Regions from separate parts of the Sus scrofa genome. Here regions 2 and 3 are each linked to region 1. Evidence: chromatin contacts called from public HiChIP or PLAC-seq data. All regions are on one chromosome and are shown on one strand. The core of a region is the stretch at or near the end of the contact, and the rest is flanking DNA. Distances in the headings are between cores, read along the strand shown. Region 1 holds the start of NFAM1 (NFAT activation molecule 1). Region 2 holds the start of CENPM (centromere protein M). Region 3 holds the start of SREBF2 (sterol regulatory element-binding protein 2).

Region 1 (4,003 bases), core at 1,354-3,853:
ATCTATTAGCCCCTGGAGCCCCCAGCAGTGGGGGCCTGGGGGGCCTGAAGAGGGGGACATTTTTCATCTCGACCACAGGCCAGTTCAGAGGTCAGCGGGAGGACTCCTGCTGGTGCTGCAGTCGGCAGGGAGGGAGGACATGACTTCTCCCAGGTGGGAAAGGGAAGGGGGGTGTCCTCTTCCACTTCCTGTGCACCTGCTGCTCGCAGGGCCTCCTGGGAAGAAAACGCAGAGAAGACACGGCAGCTGCTGAGCATCAGAGCTAAACCCTGCCAGGCAGGGGCCTCGCTCACTCCCTCGCTCACTCTTTCACTCACTCACCCTAGGTTACCGGGGGCAGTTGGCCATCCTACATGGGGGTTCTCTGCCCTCCATATATGGGGAGCCCCTCGGGGGGCAAAACTATGACTCGCGTTTTGTGCTCCCACTGCCTGGCACACAGTAAGTACTTAATAAGTACACAGAGGCCAGCGATTGTGGTCCAGTTTGGAAAGCTTTAGTCTTTGTATGGATGAGACACCTTAGACTGCAGGAGAGGTGTTCCCTGGTGGTGCAGCGTTATCACTGCGGTGGCTCAGGTCACTGCTACTGTGCAGGTTTGATCCCTGGTCCCAGAATTTCTGCATGCTGTGGGTGTGGCCAAAAAAAAAAAGGATGGGGGGAATTTCCATTGTGGCACAATGGAAATTAATCCAACTAGTATCCATGAGGATGTGGGTTTTGTCCCTGGCCCGGCTGAATGGGTTAAGGATCCAGCATTGCCGTGAGCTGTGGTGTAGGTCAACAGATGAAGCTCGGATCTGGCGTCGCTGTGGCTGTGGCGTAGGCTGGCAGCCATAGCTCCGATTTGACCCTTCTCCTGGGAACTTCCATATACCGCAGGTACGGACCTAAAAAAAGGACTGCAGGGGACCTATGTGCTCCGCCCCTTCTTTCAACTCCTTCACAGCTGCTGCCTCCTCCATGAAGTCCTCCTGGGCACCCACTCCTCCCTCCACCCCGAGGAACTCCCTTCTTCCCCGCCTCTTTGCCCTGACACACTGCCACCACTGAGGCAGGCGGAGCAGTGCTCAGGAGCGGGGGCTGGGGCCGTCCTCAGAGTCACTTCCCTGGACACATTCCTTAGCTATGTTACCTTGGCCAAATATTCTTTTAACCTTCCTGTGCCTCTGTGTCCTTATCTGGAAAACGGAAGCAATTAGAATACCTATCTCATGGAACTGGGGTGGACACTAAATTGATGTGTAGATTAAAATGCTTTGAGACAGTGCCTGGCATCCAGTAACTACTCTGAACTGCCTTGCGATAGTGTAACCATGCTGATTATTGCTTTCCCAGCTGACTGGGGCTCCTAGAAGCTGGGGTCCTTCACTTCTGCATCCTTCTGCTGAGGCCAGTGCCTGGTGAAGAATGTGTGCTCAACAAAATGCAAAGGGATGGATGGATGAATGGGTAGGTGGATGGATGGATGGATGGGTGGATGGATGGACAGATGAATGGACAAGAGCAAGAGCTGAAAGGCATGGTCCTAGGGCCTTGCCTGAAGACTCAGCTGTGGAGGCCTGGCCCAAAGGCTGCAAAACCCCCGGCTGCCAACTGGAGATGCCATCAGAGCCTCATGTCCTCTGTTCTTCCTCTTGCTCACTTATTTGCAGCCCCTGCCAAGGGCAGGGGGGAGGAAAATCCCCTGGATCCGAGTCTGGGAAGTTCGCTGCTAGGCAGCCACTTCAGTGGAGAGTTTTGAAGAACATGAGGTTTCCGAATGTGCTGCGGTTTCCTTCCCATCACCCGGTTCCTGAGGCCCTGACGGCGCAGCCGCGGCCCGCTGGCTCCCCACCCGAGGTCCAGGTCTGCATCCGCCCAGGAGGCTGCACAGCTTCAGAGCATCCAGGAAACTCAGTAATGACCCGAGACCCCCAGCCACTGCTTTCCAAGTCCTGCCTGAGGAGGGTGTGGCCTCCTCACACCCCACCCTGGAGTCTAGCCGCTGCCTCCCACCAATGGAAGCCTGATGGGAGCCTCCTAGGTGCCAGGTTCAATGCTGGGCGCCCACCTACACGGCAAGCCTGGGAGGAAGGCATTTTATCCTCGTCTTGTGCCCATTCACCTGTCATTCGTGCACCAGTGTCTATGCAGCATGTACTAGGTGCTGGCCCTGTGCTCGGCTCAGGGGGATCAGACGAAAGAAGACAAATGGGAGGCCCCAGGCAGGCAAGAGGCCGTGGGTGGGTTGGACCCAGGCTCAGAAGTGGCAAAGTTCCCGGGGCTCCATGGTGCAGATTCAGAGCGTGGGTTGCACCGTGAGGGGGCAGGGGGCTTTGTGGAGGCATGGGGGAGGCAGAAGAGCCCCGGAGTGGGCGGCGGAGGCAAAGCCCAGGTTCATGTTCCAAGGCAGCCTGGCACTCAGCTGCCTCCCGATGCCAAGTCGTAAAGAGACTCCTGGAGGCACAGACCGATGCCTTTGTGAGGCTCTCTCTGAGCCTGGAGGCATTAACGAGACGTCTATCACCATGGCATCGAGGTGCTTAGACAACCTGCGCCCCCCAGGAGCTTGGAAACAGCGTGAAGCAGATTATCTGTGTCTCACTGTGACATACGCGATCATGTATCACGGTGATGGATCAACAGTCAATACCGCCGGGGTCCCTGCCGCCCGCCCCCCAGCCAGTAGGAAACGTCTGGTGTGCACTCGTCTTCCTTCCTCCCCGGGTTGGCGGGCCCCGCTCCCGCTTGCCGTCCCCAGACACTCCTGGAGTTGGTGGCAAACGTCTCCTGGCTTTCATTGTTCATGTGCAAAGCAGCCGAGGGAAAAGCATTCAGACCAAGGGTGGAAACTGGACTCCGTCCTGCCGTCGCTAGACGCCGCGGCCAGGGTGGGAGAGAGGCTCCGGATTCGCACAGCTGGCCACTAAATGCCAGCCCCATGCACCTGCCCTGATCTTGGGCAAGTTTCTTTGCCTCTTGGGGGCATCGTTTATCATAGTGGGATAATAACCTTTTTTTTTTTTTCTTTTTTTTCAGGGCTGCACCCACGGCATATGGAAGTGCCCAGGCCAGGGGTCAAATTACAGCTGCAGCTGCCAGCCTACACCACAATCACAGCCACAGCCACACAGGATCTGAGCTGCATCTGCGACCTACACCACAACTCACGGCAACACAGATCCTTAAGCCCCTGGGCGAGGCCAGGGGTTGAACCCGCATCCTCGTGGATATTAGTCGGGTTCTTTACCAGCTGAGCCACGATGGGAACTCTGGGATAATAACCTTTATCTTGAGGATTGACGGGCACTCGTGAAGAAAAGAGGGGCAGTGTCAGCTTGTGCTGAAACCCAGCACCTTCGGTTCACCCCAGCTTCCCCAGGGTGCTGGCTGGCTCCTCACCACCCCTTCCCTCTGCCGCTCCGAACACGTGGGCAGACATCTGTCCCCAGCCGCATCCAGCTCTGCCCAGTGCTGAGCTCCAATGCCAGGGCTGCGCAGCTCCCGGTCTGCTGGGGAAAGGGCCCCAGGTGGCAAATAATTGCTGGCCCTGAGTTGGCGCCCATGGAAGTGAGGACAGGGGCTTTGGTTGGGCCAGATGGGGAAGCAATTCATGTGTCTCCTGGTGGGGGAGGGGTGGGCTCAAGTTTAGGGAAGCTGCAGGGAAGAGAGACATTTGAGGGGGGGCTGGAGGGGGAGGCGTTCCCCAGGGGACCCACTGCGGCCGTCACTGGGCTAATGAAGGGCAGCTGGCTCCTGCCCTCACCCGAACTGCCTGGCCCTCCTCTCCGTCACACACCTGCCCCTCCCAACCGCAAAGTCTGCTCTTCGAGGGGCACGTTAATTAAGGGGCTCCCAGACTATTTTCCGGGGGAAGTTTGTGTGAATGGGGCTGGTTTTTTTTTAAGAGTTTCAGAGGTGCGCAGCTACGCCAGCCCTGGGGTTACCCGTGGAAATCCTGTGCCCTCTCTGTCACCAGTGTCTTCTGAACAGGCCACCAGCTGGCACGGGGGTAAGGAAG
Region 2 (4,559 bases), core at 20-2,519, 380 kb after region 1:
GGATTAAGGATCTGGCGTTATTGTGAGCTGTGGCGTAGCTGTGGCTCGGATCCTGTGTTGCTGTGGCTGTGGTACAGGCTGGCAGAGGCAGCTCTGATTCGACCCCTAGCCTGGAAACTTCCATATGCTTCACCTGCAGCCCTAAAAAAGCAAAAGAAAGAAGAAAAAAAGAAACTCCCCTCTGATAAAGTGACATTGCAGCAGAAACACAAAGATAGGAAATAAACAAAATGACTATTTGGGAGAAGAGCATTTCAGCCAGAGGGAACCCTGGGCGGCGGAGGTCCTGGAGCTGACATTGCAGGGAAAAGAGCAGAAGATCACACGAGTCTCAAAGGCCATGTAAGGCTTTTGCAGTATACTCTGAGTGAAAGGGGAACTATTGGTGGGTTTTGACCAGAGAAGTATCTGCTTTGATTTGTTTTGAAAGGATAACTCTGACTGCTGCGTGAAGAATAGCTAGTAGCCTTGGAGACCAGGGTGGTAGCAGGGAGACAGTGAGAAGGCTGTTAGAATAGACTGGAAGAGAAATAACTGGGGCTTATCCTGGTGGGGGAGTGGGGGTGGTGAGAGATGGTCAGCTTCTAGATGCCTCTTTCTTTCTTCCTTCCTTTCTTTCTTGTTCTTGTTGCTTTTTATGGCCACACCCGCGGCATAAGGAGGTTCTCAGACTAGGGGTCCAATCGGAGCTCCAGCGGCTGGCCTACGCCACAGCCACAGCAGCAACACATCCAAGCCAGGTCTGCGACCTACACCAGACCTCACAGCAACACCGGATCCTTAAGCCACTGAGCGGGGCCAGGGATAGAACCCACAAGCTCGTGGATACTAGTTGGATTCATTTCTGCTGCGCCACAACAAAACCCCCCAGCTGTCTTTTAAGAACAGAACCCACAGGCTTGCTTACAGATTGGATGGGAGGTGCAGAGAAGAGGAGCCAAGAATGACCCAAGGTTTTGCTCGGAACAGCTGCACAATAGAGATGGAGAAGATGAGGGAAGGACAGGTTTGGAAGGCATCAGGAGTACTACAAATGCAGGATGAATGAACGAAAATGAATGAATGAATCACTGAATGTCTTCTTTCTCCCAGGACTGAAATAAAAGTCCTCTCGCTCAGGGAGCGCTTTATGTGCCCAGGGCCAGCGCTGGAACGTCCCCCTCAGAAAAGCAGGTAGCGGTTCCTTTAAGGAGGCCTCGTCCTGCCCCCAAGAAGCCCCGCCCGGGAAATGTCACGTGACCCTTGGTCTCGCAGTAGAGGCGGAACACCGGGCGGTTTGAAAGCCCGGCGCGCACCGCGGGAGCGGCGGTTCGCCTGTCATTGCGATGTCGGTGTTGCGGCCGATGGACAAGCTGCCGGGCCTGAACACGGCCACCATATTGGTAGGCGTCAACAGCCGCGACTCCCCCGCCCGCCCTTCCTCCTAAGCTGCGCCTCCGCTCTCCGAGCTCTCCGAGGTGCCTGGCGCGGGCTATTCTGGCAGGGGTGTGGTGGGCGGGAGAGTCACGCTCTGAACCAATCGGAATAGCGGTCCTCTTGAGGCCGAGGGACGTGTCCACCAATAAGTGCGCGGCAGACTCTTTCCCAGTTTCTGATTGGTGGGACGGATGGGCGGGGAGACCGCGCGCGGCGGGGTGCGGGGTGTGAGGTGTCCAAGACTTGGTTTTCCTGCGTGGCGGGGTCTGGCCTCCCGGAGAGACGAGGCCATCCGAGGGAGGGTCCGGAGAGGTCGTGAGTGCAGACCGGACAGGACCGGAGCAGGTGCCAACCTCTGATCCTCACCCGTGCCTTCTGTAGTCGTCTCGGTAAAGGGCGCCTCGCGTGCTGGAGCCGGAATCTTGGGGTGCAGCTGTCTTGAGTCTGTGGCCTGATCCCCAGGCCCTCTAGCGGGACTGCTATGCCCTGGTATCAGTCCGTCGCCTTTGCTCTCTGCGCAGCTGGTGGGCACAGAGGATGCTCTTCTGCAGCAGCTGGCCGATTCGATGCTCAAGGAGGACTGTGCCTCGGAGCTGAAGGTGTAAGTAACCTTATGCCCAGGGTGTCCGATCGCTGACCTGGGCGCGAGGGAGAGCGAGGTGGGGGTGAGGGGACCGCCAGAGAGGCGGGCGCCAACCTCTGGGCGCCCTAACGCGTGATCTGGCCCCGATTAAGGTATCCTACACCACTCTCTGTCACACACTTGTTCTACTTTTCTCTAGCACTTGGCACCGTAAGAAATTTCCTTGTTCTCTGGTTTGTTTACTTGTTAACAGTCTGCCACCCTGAGGGACCCCAAGGTCAGCCCCCTTGAGGACAGGGACTTTGACGTTCGCTCCCTGGGGATTCCCCAGTGCCTTGACCAGTACGTGGTACCAAGTAGATGCTCACACAACCCCCAAATTTGGAGAAAAGCTGACTGAAAAGTTTATTTTGTTTCCTTTTTCTAAATGAAAAAGAGTAGAAACAGCTGCTGAGGGGAGTCAAGTGACTGAATGTGTGTGGGTGTTATTCTCCTGATAGAAAGATAGCTCCAGGGCTCTATACTGAAGGAGAATGATCCTGATCTAGAGGGTATTTCCTGTATGGGAATTGGAAATGCCCCCTTACTAGTTAGAATAAGAACATAACCTTCCCCTTGAAATAAAGATTGTTCATAGGTCCATCTGTGCTCTGCCTATCTTGCCAGGCTCTTAGGCTGTAGAACATCAAACACATAACCACAAACCTCAAACCCATAGCTCAGAAATAGGAAAGGATTAAAAACAAAAGTAGTTTAATTAGCATCAGAGTAAATGGAAAATATGGGCACAGTTGCCTACCTTGAGCGAGACGGAAAGAAGTGTCATGGAAACCATTGCCAAAAAAGAGCAAGTCACATGGCATGCAAAAATCGGAAGAGGAAACCCCTCTGGAAAGAGGAGAACAAGTCTTTTTGAGTGCTTTTTGCCACTGAGACATTTAATAAGAATGCGGATTTTTAAAAGACGCATTCAAAGCCAAGTGATAACACAACAGAATGAGAGGAAAAGAGAGGTTTCAGAGCTAAGGGCAAAAAAAGATCAAAAAGAATACCATATAAGATCTATCTAATAAATATATAGAAACAACAAGGAGTAGAGAAGACTTGGTTGAAAACTTAATTATTTACAAAGACGAAAGATTTGAGAAGGTCACAGCAAAAGAGTTCAAAGTGTAATAGAAGAAAACTATTCCCAGGGTACGTATATCTTATTGCAGGAAAGGTGGATACAGAACACTTCCTGCAAGTTATAGCTTACCTAAGTCATTGAACCTCAAGAGTAAATAACTCTTCAGACTTTTAGGCAGGAAAAGCAAACCACCCATAAAGTCATCTGTTCATTCCATTGCCAGATATTTCCAGTTCTCTGCTATTTGGAGCATTTGGCAGGAAGCAGAATTGCACTTTTTTTTTTTTTTTTTTTTTTTTTTTTAGGGCCACACCTGTGGCATAAGGAAGTTCCCAGGCTAGGGGTCCAATCAGACCTGCAGCCCCTGGCCTATCCCATAGCCACAGCAATGCCAGATCCAAGCCTCATCTTTGACCTACACCATAGCTCACAGCAACGCCGGATCCTTTAACCCACAGAGCAAGGCTGGGAATCTAACCAGGATCCTCATGGGTACTAGTCAGGTTTGTCACCACTGAGCTACAAAGCGAACTCCCAGGATTGCACTTTTCGACCTTTTATGGTTATTGGAACCCTGTGACTGATTCTGGCCAATGAGTTGTGAGCAAGAAAATGATTGTCTCTTAATTGCTAAAGTATTTAATTGCCCATGAGAGACACTCCTCAGTACCCTTTTCTGCTCCCTTGGCAACCAGCAATGTTCTAGAGTGGCAGCTGAAGCTGCCTTCATCAGCCGAAGCCCAAAGTTATGGTTAGAGCAAAATATAAATGTATATAACAACAGTAATAGTAGCAATATAAATGTACATTGATAAGTCTTGTCCAAATGGTAGGATAAATTATAAGAATGTTAATTTTCTCTTTTTTCTTAAAAGAGAAAAAATCCAATATAGATGAAATTAAAACATACAATTAAAAATGATAACCCACTAATTTTTTCATAATCTTTTAAAATTGGGTTCTTTCAGGAAATAATTTCTCATGGTTAAAAAGTAATTTATCCAGGGAGCTCCTGTTGTGGCTCAGTGGGTTAAGAATTTGACTAGTATCCACAAAGATTGCGGGTTTGATCCCTGGCCTTGCTCAGTAGGTTAAGGATCCGGCGTTGCCACAAGCTACAGTGTAGGTCACAGATGCAGCTCAGATCTGGCCTTTCTGTGGCTGCAGTATAGGCTGGCAGCTCCAGCTCCAGTTCAGCTCCTAGCCTGGGAACCTCCATATGACTCCATATGGCGCAGACCTAAAAAGAAAAAAAAAAAAAAAAGAGAGAAAAAATATAATTTATCTAAAGTCCATCTTTTTTTCAGTTCTACTTTAATTTACTTCCGTTAAATTCAAATAAAATCAATGCTATTATATTATTTTTAGATTATATCTACTGTATTTAGTGTCTGAATGCATTTACATTATGTACATGGAGAGATGTTTAGA
Region 3 (4,548 bases), core at 65-2,564, 490 kb after region 1:
AGAGCATGGGTTCTGGACAATCTAAAGTTAACACCTCCTGCTCTCAGTGTCCTGTAAAGTAGGAGCAATAAGAACATCTATCTCGAGTGACTGTAGTGAGGAATAAGTGAAACAATATAAAGTGTCTGGGGCCTAGAATATCGGAAGAGCCCAACTACTGAGAATTATTATTTTGGTGACTAACCTATTCACTGGACTCCTCACCCCCCAGGATCAGGTAGTGGCGACACCAACACTGGCCCAGGAACTGTGCTCTGTAACCAGCTGGGGGACCCCGGGCAAGCCGCTGACCCTCTGCAAACTTTAGGTTCCGTAGCCACCAAATGAGAGTATTGCAAGAGAGCATCCCTGGGCTCCTACCAGCTCTTCCTTTCCGCTGTTAAGGTCGTCGGAACAAAGGCCACCCGCTCCCCAGCCTGTCCCCGAGGGGCCACAACTCAAAACTCCTGCTGCTCAACTCCCTGTGCAGAACGACAGCAGGAGCGGCCCGGTCTCAACCCCGGAGAGATGCGTCCACGTTACGCCGCCACCACTCGTTTCATCAGCAACCTGCTTCTGCGGCCGCTCGCTGCCCAAAGTTTCCCGAAGCACGGAGAAACTGGGCCGTGGCTCAACCCGGAGAAGACCTGAGGGGTGAGCGCGCGGAGCCTGGGGGCCCGGCCCCGGGAATCCCAAGCTGCCCACGCGGCCGGGCGGGGAGTGACAGGTGCGACGTGGGCCCGCTGGCTGGCAAGCGGGACCTCGGGCGGCGCGTGTAGGCGCGCAAGGGAAACGGCGGCCGCGCGCTCCCCTCAGGCCGCTCCCCCGCGACGCCCCCGACAAGATCCCATGGTCTGCCGAAACCGAGCGGCCCGGCGGGGCTGAAACCCGCAGCGCCGAGGGCTGGGGACTGCCGGGGCGACCGCGCGTGCCGGTTCTTCCCGCGCGAGACTGGGGTGCCGGGGGATGGGCGTACGCGCCCCCGCGCGCGCCGCCGTAACCCCTTCCTCTCCGCGCGCCCCCGCACTCCCATCCACCCACCCACCCATCACTCACCGTCGATGTCCCCTAGGGTCAGCTCGTCGCCCAGCTCCGTGAGGGTCTCCATGGTCTCCAGACCGCCCAGCTCGCCGCTTTCGTCCATCGCCCGGCTCGGCGCAGAGGACCCCCCTGCCGTCCCGCTCAGGGAGACGCGAGGGCGGTGCCGCCGTCACCACCCATGACACCCAAGAGCTCCCGCCCGGTACTGCCTCACCGGCCGGTGCCAACCGCCGCCATGTTTGCGCTGCGCGGGAGGGCGGGGCGGGATTCCCCCGCCCCAACCCGCGCCCTCTATGGCCCCGCCCCCAGGCCGCGCACCCCCTTGTTTGTTGTCAATGGGACCAGGCCCATCTTGACCAATCGCCTTGCGGAGCGGCGCGTGGGGTGATGGCGCGTCAACGATCAGCAGCTCAGATTTGCATAAGAAGGCTCCTCCCCTGGCGGCCTCTTAGCGAATGCGAAGAGAAGGCTCCGGGTCCTCAGTCCAACCTTCTTCCCCTCGTTTAAAGGAACCGCTCCCTTTTTTGTTGGTTTGGCTCCGCAAGCTACTACCTCTGACTGCTGGGAGTTGAAGGGTTAACAAGTTCCGCCCCCGGCCGCGGGAGGCCCCCGAAGCCAGCCTTAAGCACATTACGTCATCTTCCCAGCTGTTCCCGCCCTCCCCACGATCCCAGCCCGCTGGGGAAGCGGGTGGAATCAAACCTAGACCCCTAGTACTGGAGCACGGAGGAATCCTTAGATCGTTAAAGTCACGTTCCAGCTAAGCCCCTTGCAAAGGCGCTACGAAAGCTCGCGAACCGCCTAAGAGTGGAGCATGTTTTGCAATTCATGCGCCTTTGCACCTGCCGCGACGACGCGCTTACTCCGACAGCCTCACCCAGTCTCACCCCGGTACATCAGAATCCCTTGCAGTCCTTTAAAATAATGCCAGTGCCTGGAACTATCACAGGCCTCCAGAGGTTGGGTCCGGGCATGAGCATCATGCGGGGATTATGAGGCGCAACCCACCCACGGATTCCCACTCTTAAACTTCTCAGTTCTGCAGCTGGTCACGATATAAACAAATGTGCACGTTTCTAGGAATTTATAAATAAGGAAGACAAATATGAGTGTTTAAAAAATTTGCAAGTTTGTGTGTTCAAAGGCGTTCATCAGAGTCTTCTGTAAATTGAGAAAAATTGGGAAGCCCAATAACGACCTGCTGAATAAATTACATCCACACAATGTAATTATCATGGCATCATTAAACATTACATACATGAATGTCTATCTGTTGACAACGACTTTCACAGTATTAAAAGGGGAAAGTATGTTTACTGCTGGTCTGTGAGAGGCAGCTGTTGCTTGGTGGTCAAGACAGACTTCACAGGCCCTGTGAAGGCAGGCATACGGGTCCATTTATGAACGAGTGACTCTGAGCTAAATAAACGCCCTAAGCTTCAGTTTTGTCATCTCTAACATGGGAATAGTGTCCCTCATAGTTGTGAGGAAAGTGGAATCACACAATTCAACCAATCACATTGCACATTCATTTGACAATATTTATTGAACATCTCTGGGGCAAGCAAAGAGACAATTCCTGCCCTCTGAGAGCCTCTGGTCCGGTAAAGAAAACATTGATATTTAAGACGAAACCTGAAATTATGAGAACTGCATCTGGTATAGCCAAGGGAACAAACAACACAAAGGCCCTGCAGCAGAAGCAGCTGATGGAAGCCAGCACTTGGAATAAGGCCTGACATACGGTTAGGGCCCCTGCAAGGTAGTTATTATAACTGAGAAAACAAGGATCTGTGTGTCACATGAAGGGCAGGATGGAAGGCCTAATAGCTGAGTGTCAGTTATAATTATGGGAGTGGTAGGATTCAGGGTAAATCTTACTTTCTCTTTTTTTTTTTTTTTTTGCTTTTTAGGGCCAAACCTGCAGCATGTGGAAGTTCGCAAGCTAGGGGTCAAAACGGAGCTGCAGCTGCCAGCCTCCACCACAGCCACGGCAACACAGGATCTGAGCCACATCTGCAACCTATACCACCACAGCGCATGGCAACACTGGATCCTTAACCCACTGAGTGAGCCCAGGGATCAGACCTGCATCCTCATGGGTACTAGTCGGGTTTGTAACCCGCTGAGCCACAACAGGAACTCCCAGGGTGAATCTTACTTTCTTCTTGGCATTTCAGTATTATTTAAATTACTTTTTATAATGAACATGTATAACATAATAAAGTACCTGGGGGAGAGAGGAACGTTCTCTTGTTTACATGCAGAAGAGCCGGTATAGGTTACACCAGTCTTACCCGGAAACAAAATCAAACCCCGCTGCCCTGCTCTGGTCCAGGCACTGAGCTGGGCAGTGTCATCTTCACATGTACCCTTCAGTGGCTCGCACAGGGCTCCCCACACTGGGGGTGATGCTGGCATACCATATGGCTCACTTTCATTGTGGTCCAATGCCTTCCCATCCCAGAGCCTCAGTAAACCTCTGCAGAGGGATCTCTGAGCACCAGGTCAGGTAAGTGGACCCAGTCTGTCTCCCACTCTACAGATGCTCCCACAGCTCCCAGGTGGACCTGCCCAGGGACGAGAGCAGAATAGTTCTATTTGTACCTCTTAAGGTGTCAGATGGGGAAACTTGAGTCCATTTGAAGGTGGAGAAGGGATCAGCCAAGATGGAGAGAAGTGAAGGTGTAGAAGGAAAAACCCAGGAGAACAGAGATGCTAGATGGGGCAGAGGTGAAGACAGGATAAGAGTGGGCCCCTCTCTTTGGCTGTGCTTACAGTGGGTGCTCAGCAAATACATGGGAGAACAAAGAACCATCAGAGAAGGGCACCTGTCACTGAGAAGCCAGGCCCCGACCTCGGAGAAGCAATTTAGGGCTGGACAGAGGGTTCAGACATTATCAAATTCATTACATCAGTGAAGCCACAACACAAGGAAGGGGTGGGCCAGGGGTCACTCAGCAAGTCTAATGGGCTGAGATAGACTCCAGGTCTCCCTTGGGTTCTGGTAGCAGTGAGGAGCTGGAGACAGTTGTGTGTCTCTGCTTTTAAGAGGCAGACCCTGACTTGGCAAAGTCAGCTTAAGAGCTAGAATTCCTACTGGAGCCCCTCCCTTTTCTGCCTGGGAAGGACATGACTGAAGGGCAGTGCCTACTCAAGGCCCACCTCCCTCTGCAGCTTCCCTGCCCCCTGGCCCTGACACAGAGAGCTTGCTGTCCGACCAATCCAGCTCGGAGCAGCCCTCCCCTTACAAAGCACAGCCTCCTGCAGAGCTGCAGCCTGTCCACCAAAGGCCCTACACACAGGCCAGGGGTCTCCCAACACTGCCAGAGATGACAAGCTGATTCTTCCCTGTGCCTGATCACGGCCATCCCTGGATATCTGAGGACAGAGACCATGTCGCTCCAAGGTTGTCTTGGGCTAAACACCCTCCTCAGATACTTCTGGTCCCTTCATCAAGGACAGTGCTGCGAAGGGAAGAGAAGGCCATAGCCAAGCTTGTGCTTTGCTGCCCTGCCAGGGCCTGAG

The links. HiChIP or PLAC-seq counts read pairs in DNA pulled down with a chosen protein or histone mark.
Region 2: an H3K27ac HiChIP or PLAC-seq map of alveolar macrophages shows a contact between it and region 1. The contact joins the promoter of CENPM here to the promoter of NFAM1 in region 1. A contact is called at or near these places in 24 of 47 Hi-C or Micro-C datasets (alveolar macrophages, brain, embryonic fibroblasts and 13 more) and 2 of 2 datasets of contacts at active chromatin or transcription factors (alveolar macrophages and skeletal muscle).
Region 3: a contact with region 1 is called in an H3K27ac HiChIP or PLAC-seq map of alveolar macrophages. The contact joins the promoter of SREBF2 here to the promoter of NFAM1 in region 1. A contact is called at or near these places in 1 of 47 Hi-C or Micro-C datasets (mesenteric adipose tissue) and 2 of 2 datasets of contacts at active chromatin or transcription factors (alveolar macrophages and skeletal muscle).

The regions. Positions count from the first base shown.
Region 1 is chr5:6,294,318-6,298,320 of Sscrofa11.1, forward strand. NFAM1 (NFAT activation molecule 1) reads left to right here and starts at 2,604. Exons shown (of 8, transcript XM_021093097.1): 1 at 2,604-2,613; 2 at 3,962-3,994. The coding sequence starts at 2,604.
Region 2 is chr5:6,676,483-6,681,041 of Sscrofa11.1, forward strand. CENPM (centromere protein M) reads left to right here and starts at 1,270. Exons shown (of 6, transcript NM_001159305.1): 1 at 1,270-1,382; 2 at 1,938-2,017. The coding sequence starts at 1,326.
Region 3 is chr5:6,783,410-6,787,957 of Sscrofa11.1, forward strand. It overlaps SREBF2 (sterol regulatory element-binding protein 2), which reads right to left and starts at 1,315. Exons shown (of 19, transcript XM_021091444.1): 1 at 1,036-1,315. The coding sequence starts at 1,123. It overlaps MEI1 (meiosis inhibitor protein 1), which reads right to left. Exons shown (of 36, transcript XM_021091442.1): 36 at 2,548-4,548. CCDC134 (coiled-coil domain-containing protein 134) reads right to left here. Exons shown (of 7, transcript XM_021091452.1): 7 at 2,548-4,548.